Regions from separate parts of the Rattus norvegicus genome. Here regions 2 and 3 are each linked to region 1. A link is a contact called in public Hi-C data. All regions are on one chromosome and are shown on one strand. Each heading gives the region's core, a stretch centred on a gene start, on an enhancer-like site or on the middle of the called end of the contact. The rest is flanking DNA. Distances are from core to core; before and after follow the strand shown.

Region 1 (2,700 bases), core at 95-2,594:
TCTCCATGGGAGTGGGAACTTGTAAAAAATGTCTCAGTCCTGTACTGATATTCTTCTTGGAAACAGCAAAGATGAGAGCCACCTCACTTGTCCCTTTACTACAGACAGGCTAATTGGGAAGCGAGGAAGTAGTGCCCACAGGGGTTACCTCTGCCTCCTCCAAGGGTGCCTGCAATGGGTCACTTACCTCCTCCCCCCAGGCAGAAGGCCACTCTATAACATAGCAATTCTGACTCGTCTAATAGAGAAATCAAACCCCAAGCAAAAGCCACTCATCTAAAGGAACTTTAAGAGCTGTCTGGAAAAACATCAAGAATCATCGGTCTATTCATGACCGGCACTGTTCTCTGAGACCGAGCCAAATTGTCACCAGCGAAAATCCACACACGCGCACCCAGGAGCACGTACCCACCCGTGTAGGCATATCCCCACTGACTCCGGTTTCTCTCACCCACCTTTGGTTGGGAGCAAAGGATCCCTCCCTCCCTCTTTCCCTGCCTCCTTTGCGTAGTATTTTTTTTTTTCATAGCGAGTACTATTCCAGAAACTGTAACTGTGTCTCGGCTGGACCATAAATGCAGACAAAGTCTTTGCTATTGTGCTACCTGGTAGGGACATCCAGGATCAGTAGCCCATTCCCTAGGAGGGGGACCCAGGAACGACTTTCCAGAGACACAGGCTGGGACCCGTACCTCTACACTGTGCTGCTCGCACACAGGCAGAGTGCACGGAGATCTGCATCCTTGCAGCAGATAGCTCCAAACCCATCCGGTTTGGCCCGGGAAACCTCCCACAAAAAAATAGCACTACCCCCCTACCCGCTTTCTTGCTAATCTCCCTTCCATCACTAACATGGACTGAAGAAAAAATTCCCCACTCCTGGGGTACGTAGCATCTCTCTTCCATGCAACCACAGAGCATCAGCAAAGCCTTGGGCTTTGAAAACTGCCATAAAGCACCTTAACCAAACCAAAACTCATTTCCCCCTTCATTCCAGGGCAAACAGACCCAAAAACCTAAATCTTAGGATCTTCCTTGCCTGATGTGGGTCTGTCTCTGTTTCTGTCTATCTCTCTCTGTCTCAGTCCCCTCTCTCTCTCTCTCTCTCTCTCTCTCTCTCTCTCTCTCTCACACACACACACACACACACACACACACACACACACACACACACACACACAAAACCTTCCGCCCTCCAGCTCTGAGTGACCGTAATGTCTTCCACTTACTTCATCAATAAGCGTAGCCCTCTACCATCTGGCGCCCGCTTCAGCTATGCGCTCGCGCAGTGCGCCCCCATTCACTCAGCTTCATTGATCCCCAGCAGCAACACAGAGTTACTTTCTCTTTTGCTACAGCGTAAATGTAAGCTTTGGAGGAGGCGGGGCTGACTCCGAGCGACAGCACAATGCGCCAGTGAGGACCCAGAGACAGCCGCCCGCTACATCACAGTGGTCTCTGACCAATAGGAGGCCAAGGAGGGTGGAGAAAGGGGCGAGGCCTCGCCTTGGGATGGAGGCCGGCTCGGACGCGCTTGTGGGTTTGGTGTGTTAGAACGCGGGTGGTGATGTCATTGGCAACCAATCAAAAACTTAAAAGTGCTAGCCCGGGCCCGCTTGGAGCAGCGGCTCTCTATTTACATGTAAACCTAGGCAGCTGGACGCGGTTAACCCTTCCCGGGACTGAAGTGTCAATGGCTTGCTCTGGTCGCTCTGGCTGAAACTGGTTCTTTTGACCCTTCCCTGCCCCCTGGTGCGGACACAGCCTCACGGGGTCTCCTTTCCACCTTTTGATTCCAGGCAGAGTGCCCGTCCAACTTTCCCGAGGCCAGAGACGACTCGAAACAGGGTCCCTCCATGGCTGTAGCTGCGCCGCGCGGGACGTGAGCGTGCACAGGGCCGGCCTCCCCGTAGCCCCGCTTGGCCCGGCCCGCAGATGTCGCTGCCCCTCCGGCTACCTTACTGCTCTCCTGCGCGGCGGCTGCGCGCGGTGCTTCTGTTCCCCTACTTCTGTGCCCCTGTCACTCCTCCGCCGTCCCCAGTCTGTTCTCAGGAGCCCGACTCCGAACCCGAAAGCTGCACCCCAGAGAACTACACGGAGGAGGACGCCTGGCTCTGTGCGGGCAGCCAGTGGGGGCCCGTGCTGAGCGGCAGCGTGGGCGCCGTCCCGCAGAGCTGGGCGTGGCCGGGCCCTCCGAACTCTCCTCAAACCCCTCAGCCCCGGCACCGACCTCCTCCTCCCACCCCAGTCTCAGTGTCCTCCTCGGCCGCCTCCCCTGCCGTGTTGTTTTGGAACCCGCAATACATCCGTCCCCCGGTGCTGGGCCGCCCCCGGCCCCCAGTGGCGCAGGGCCCTCGGCGAGCCAAGGAGCGCCAGGCTGGAACAGCAAGCGCTGGAGGGAAGGAGCCGGAGCTCGGGGTGTACAGCCAGAATGAGCGGCGGTTGAGGAGCATGGAAGGGCCCACGCCAGCTCTCCCGGCTCCCCGAACTTTGTCCATCAGAGGAGTAGATGGTCGTGGCATGTGTCCGCTGAAGAGAAGTGGGAAGCTGGGCAAGCCTGCCAGCGCCTTGCCAGAAAAGTATCAGGGAAGGTGCAAAAGAGTGACTCTGGAATTCAAAGGAGTGGAAAAGCCCAGATGAACTGTGACGAAGTTGCATCAAAGAATCCTAAAGCAATAGAGCTTTTTATACCCTACCCCC
Region 2 (2,840 bases), core at 185-2,684, 180 kb after region 1:
AGTCAAATTGACAACCAAGGGTAGCCACAGCATGTGCTTTCTGTAAATACCACCAAGTTCCCCTTTTCATCCTCCGGTGGGTCTCTGAATGGTTGTGGTCTTTGCTGCTTTGAATCATGGAATGCTTAAATTAAACCATTAAAAGTTTAAGGCTAGGTTGAAACTCAGTGGTAGAACAGATGCTTTGCATGGGGAGAACCCAGAATTTGGTCCTCAGCACCCAAACCAAAAATCAATAGCAAAAATCTTCATCTTAACCCAATCTTACTGCGCTTAAGTTTGTCTTTTAACAGTGCTTACATGAATTACTATGGAGTAGACACAGCTTTTTATAATTCAAAGGTCAGGAGACCTGGGCAGGAAAAGGGTAAGGGATTGCTTTACATTTACAGTGTAGGGAAGACAGTATTCCTCTTGGTTCAAGACACAGGAAATCCTTGTCAGACAGGACATGGACCTGAACTGTAAAGCCCCTCCATGGGAGAATGTGTGGTTTACAGGTAGGGGGAGCTAAAGAGCACCAACTGTGAGGTCTGACTGTCTTAATGGTCAGAATTTTAAGGCTGCAGGCAGTCAGCATGCCATGAGGTCCGAGGAGGGTAGCACAGAGCCCTGTGACTGTTCCAGGCCCTCTGCTTCAGACATCAAGTAGCCATGGCATACGGCGGATTCCAAGAATTTAAAGCTAATGCTTTGACAACACTGTGAAGGACGGGTTGGAAAACAATGGGGTGGTGTTGATTCACTCCCTCGATTCCAGACAATGGGCAGAGGGGCAGAGGAAATGATCCTAGAAAAGAGGTGGAGGTCTGAGCCATGCTCTCTTCTTCATGTAGCCTCTCAGTAGCTGAAGCTGACTTAGGAATGAACCATGGAGCATGCATTTAGAACTCTAGAGGATATCAAGAACTGACTAGTTGTGTCTACATCCTTGTGGGCCACACTATAGATATTGATTTAAGCAATATTAAGCCTCCAAAGGTTTTCAAATTCCTACAGTCTGGTCATCAAAACTCAATGTCCACTGATGTGTTTGTGGATAGACTTACGGAAATTTGATGGAATTTTGGAATTTGATAGACTTATGGAAGACTTCTAAAACTTACAAGAGATATTCAATACACAGACGAGATTTTCAACACACGCAGGTCTCTAATACTACTTCTACTGAGAGAGAGAGAGAGAGAGAGAGAGAGAGAGAGAGAGAGAGAGAGAGATTGATTGAGATTGACTCTAAAACACCATGCTTTCCTGAAAAGGAGGAAATAAGGAACCAGATACTGCTCTTCTTGGACTCTCTGGTCTGACTCCCAACTCACAATATTCAAAACCATTTTAGTCACAGCAGAAGATGAGGCCTCAGTCCAGGAGGCCCTCAGCAGAGTCCTGGGAGAGTTGGAAAGATGACCAGAAGGTAGTGGCAGAGCATTGACTTCACTAAAGTCATAGATAAGTACACTTAGTCACACACAGCCTTGGGGAACCCAGAGGCCAAGAGGATGTGAGAAAGTGAGACTGGAATGCCCAGTCAATCACAGCCACACCAATGCTAACAATAAGCAAAACAAAAGGCATTTTCTTTCTTTAAATTAAAAAGCAGTGATGGGCTTCATCTCCATCCCCACAAAAGAACTCACTTCTCTTCTTTAGCTCCCACCCAATAGCTTCCTTTCCTTTCACGGCAGAATGACAACTCAGATAGTGTGCAGATTTCGAAGAGCTAGAAGAACTAAAAGAGTTAAATGTCCTGGCCCCTTCTCCACCCCTAACAAGCTGAGTACTCTTTGTTTCCTTTCTTCATTATGAAGACAAGCCATGAAATGTTGGACTTGGAACCATAGATTTCTCTCCAAGATTCCTTCCAGTTCAACAATCTCACATTTGTGTCCCTCTTCTTGCTTCATTTATTTTACTCTTTTTTTTTTTGGTTTTTCTAGCTCATACAGTCTAGCCTGTGTGAGTAATATTCACATGCTTATGAATACAGTTGGTTCTCTGTGATCTGTAATAATAAGACGGGTCATGTGGATAACCCCGAACTGCAAACACTGTTCCTGATTATAACTGAGGAACATTCCACTCCGACTAGCCATCTAATATTTGGTTTGGGATGCCTTCCTGTAGGACCCATTAGCTAGTAAGTAGGGTTGGTGTAGAGAGGTCAACTGTTCTGCCCCGAGGAGTGATCCATATTGAAGTTGAGATTCCCACATTGGCCAAATGTCTTCTGCCGACAAATGTTGGGTTTTACACTTATATCTGGCTAATTTATATGATTAATGCTTCAATCGATGAGATGTAGCACACACTCAGGGATAGGGTAGAAGAGGAGGTAAGAAACCTCTTATTGGGAATATCACTAGCCCAAGAGTCACAGGTCCAAATAGGGCCTTGTATATTTGTTCTAGAATGGTTCATCCAGCAGGGGATCTTTAGGATCTGATGTCACTTTGATATACCCTGTACATGTTACTGCACTAAGTAACCCTTAGACCCTTACTATACAGTATACAACCCCATAGGAAGAGCTCTTGTGTCTTGTCTGTTCCCGATTCAGAAGTCAGACCTTCTACAGCAACAACAAAAAAAATGGACAACTCCACTAATTAAACAAAAAATAAATCTTAATCAAAACACAGTGTTTCACTTTTCTCTTTCTATATAAAGTTCCAAACATCATACAATATGACCTTCCTCAATGCCAAGAATGTTTTTTCTAAGGTATAAATTATTGCCCTTTACCTAGAAAGCTAATCTTATAATTGATTCAAGAGCTTTAAAAATCTCTTCATGATATGTGAAAAATAAACAGATCATGCCTATGACAATCATGCTAGGAT
Region 3 (2,773 bases), core at 159-2,658, 250 kb after region 1:
GAGAGACCTGGTCTCAAACAACTAGATGAATATAACCTGAGGAATGACAGTGGCATCTAGCCTCCACATGTACATACAAGCACATCTCTACACATGATCAAATACGCACGCACACACACATATATACCAATGCTCACACATATATACCTGTGCGCACACATATACACACACAAACGCACATGCATGTACACAAACACATCTGTGCACACACATGTACACACACACATGCACACACACACATACATACCCATACTCACACATATATACCCACACAACACATGTACACACATATACACACACATGAACACACATGTATGCAAGTGTACACATCTGTGCACACACATGAGCATATACGCAAGCAATAAAAGAACAGTGATAAACGTAGATAATTGCATATTAGCCTAACCGGTCTATGATGACTATTCTTCATATGAAAAAAATATCAAAAAATGAAAACTGGCAAAAAAAAAATAAAAGCCTCCCTGAGCTCTCTGAGAGGCTGTAACAAAGTACCACAGATTGTCTTGTGCCTGCACCCGGGTATTTTCTCAGTTCTGAAGGCTACAAAGTTTAACATTAGGCATTTCAGGTGGACTAGAACACGAGGCCTCTTGGTAGCCTGTCCCTTTTCACTGGGCCTGAAACAACAGCACTGCCTCTCCACATCGGCGGAGCTCTCAGAGCTGCATGCACCCAGCCACATACTATGATCGAGGAGAGTGACACAGCCCAGAAAAACCTCTGGGTCGCTGGATTTCCCACTGAGACCAAGTGCTGAGAAATAGCACTGCCGAGCATCACAGCACCAGGGCTCTGTGGCACAGGAATTAGGAAATAGCTCAGTCAATGTCACTCTGCCCAGGGTCGTATTAGGTCCAAAGGGAACCCAAATCCAGGGCTGTAATCAGTGCAGACACACATTCCCATCAGTGGACTCCTTCCCATGAGGGGAAGCTGCTGCTTATTCCCCTGTAAGGACACACAAGGAAGACACCAAGCTCTGCAAATTAGGAGTCACGCGGCCTCCATCAGAGCACTGGACAATAAGCTCTTTCACAAAAGCCAAAAGTTTTACCATTTGTTTGCATGGAAACAGCAAAACTATGCAACACGTCCCTTGGCACAAAATGCCCTGTTTACGATGCAAGATGCAGAGGTCTTAGAACGTACAATGCTCCATTGTTCAGAAACGGGATTTGAGCAGAAATATCAGGGAGAGGAAGCAAGTTGAGTTGTTTCTGCTCAACTGGCACAATAAGGAAATATAATTAATCTAATCCCCCAGAATATTCGTAATCAACTTTTAATCTACTCTATGAAGACTTCATACACGTTTATAATGTATTTTGATCATAACTAGCTGCTTTGCCCCTCCCCCTGCCAACTTCTCTCCCACATTCCTCCAACACACCCATCTCCCACTGAGTCCAGCTAGTGCTGCCTATGTGTCTACAGATGCGGGGCATGAACCACCTACCAGTGGCCACACTCCCATAGAAAAGTGACTGCTGCTCCCACAAGCAGCCATCAACTGTAACTAGTCAACAGCTGGGGATAGGGTCTCATAAGCCCCACCCCCCATCCCCACCAGAATGTCGGTAGGCTTGGTCTCGTGCAGACACTGGGCAGGTAATCACCTATGCTGTGAGCTCATATGCACCATAGCTGTGTCATATCCAGAAGACAGAACTTCCCGCCTCCCTCCCCTAGTTGGCTCTTACATTCTTCCCACCCTGTCTTCCACAATGTCCCTGAACCTTGAAGGGGTTGCGGGGTGAGGGTGACCTAGATGTCCCATCTATGGTTCAGTGTTGGCAGCCTGGTCACAGCATTGCAGCTCTGTATCGGGTTGCTTAGATGAATGTGGAGATTGAAGGAAAGAAAGAAAGAAAGAAAGAAAGAAAGAAAGAAAGAAAGAAAGAAAGAAAGAAAGAGAGAGAGAGAGAGAGAGAGAGAAGGAAGGAAGGAAGGAAGGAAGGAAGGAAGGAAGGAAAGAAAGAAAGAAAGAAAGAAAGAAAGAAAGAAAGACAACCGTTAAAGTTTCTTGAAGGAATAACAACCAGAACCGTAATTCAAAATCAATGAGTCTGAGTTGTTTCTAATGGGCTCGCTCACTTGCTATGTGATTTCCCTGCAGCCTTGATTGAGAGTATCACACGCCTTCACATAGGATGACCGTCAAGCCAAGAGATGCCACCAAATTCTCCCAAACCACACTGGTTCCAATGCTAGACCATCACACGTTAGGAATGGCAGTGGTTTTACTTTACCTACAAAACGCTCTGCTATTACAGGAACATAATGGTTTAACTACGGAAAGCAAACACTTAATATTCTTCTACCCAAGGTCACGCAAAAATTTCTCAGGCACAAAAAGGGGTTATACACGCAAAATGTCTAATGGTCTAACTCAGAGTAATGAAGATAAGCACTAAATTTTTTCTACAAAAATATATTAGTACTTGATCTCAAGATAAAAGAAAGTGGAGGAGGAGAAAATGGAGGAGGAGGAGGAGGAGGAGGAGGAGGAGGAGGAGGAGGAGGAGGGGGAGGAGGGGGAGGATCTGGAAAGAACTATGTAAGGATTCTGAGGCTAGAGTTGGGAAGCCATGAAATAAAATGGCTGTGCTTATGTTCTTGTCATGGGGAGAAAAGTTGTGTATCTCAGTATCTCATCCAAACTGAGGAAAGTCAATTACTTATAGCACCTTGACTGTAAGACATAACATTGGAAAAGTGGGCTGTCCAGTGGACAGTTTCAGATTTTTACCAA

Evidence for each region. Hi-C and Micro-C count contacts between places; a contact is called where the count stands out from the background.
Region 2: a Hi-C map of Schwann cells shows a contact between it and region 1, with 8 times the contacts expected there. The contact joins the enhancer-like site here to the promoter of Dusp10 in region 1. A contact is called at or near these places in 3 of 12 Hi-C or Micro-C datasets (the A7r5 cell line, the Rat2 cell line and Schwann cells) and 1 of 1 datasets of contacts at active chromatin or transcription factors (oligodendrocytes).
Region 3: a Hi-C map of Schwann cells shows a contact between it and region 1, with 5 times the contacts expected there. The contact joins the enhancer-like site here to the promoter of Dusp10 in region 1. A contact is called at or near these places in 3 of 12 Hi-C or Micro-C datasets (Schwann cells, frontal cortex and mammary epithelial cells) and 1 of 1 datasets of contacts at active chromatin or transcription factors (oligodendrocytes).

The regions. Positions count from the first base shown.
Region 1 is chr13:98,144,537-98,147,236 of GRCr8, reverse strand. It overlaps Dusp10 (dual specificity phosphatase 10), which reads right to left and starts at 1,344. Exons shown (of 4, transcript NM_001105734.1): 1 at 1,230-1,344.
Region 2 is chr13:97,965,560-97,968,399 of GRCr8, reverse strand. No RefSeq gene overlaps it. Among named protein-coding and RNA genes, the nearest start is that of Dusp10, 180 kb to the left of the region's middle. Within about 2 kb of position 1,434, at least 9 of the 93 cell types and tissues checked have an H3K27ac peak or open chromatin away from gene starts, as enhancers often do. A contact at or near this core is called in the A7r5 cell line and Schwann cells, where this site is marked.
Region 3 is chr13:97,889,831-97,892,603 of GRCr8, reverse strand. No RefSeq gene overlaps it. Among named protein-coding and RNA genes, the nearest start is that of Dusp10, 250 kb to the left of the region's middle. Within about 2 kb of position 1,408, at least 41 of the 93 cell types and tissues checked have an H3K27ac peak or open chromatin away from gene starts, as enhancers often do. A contact at or near this core is called in Schwann cells, where this site is marked.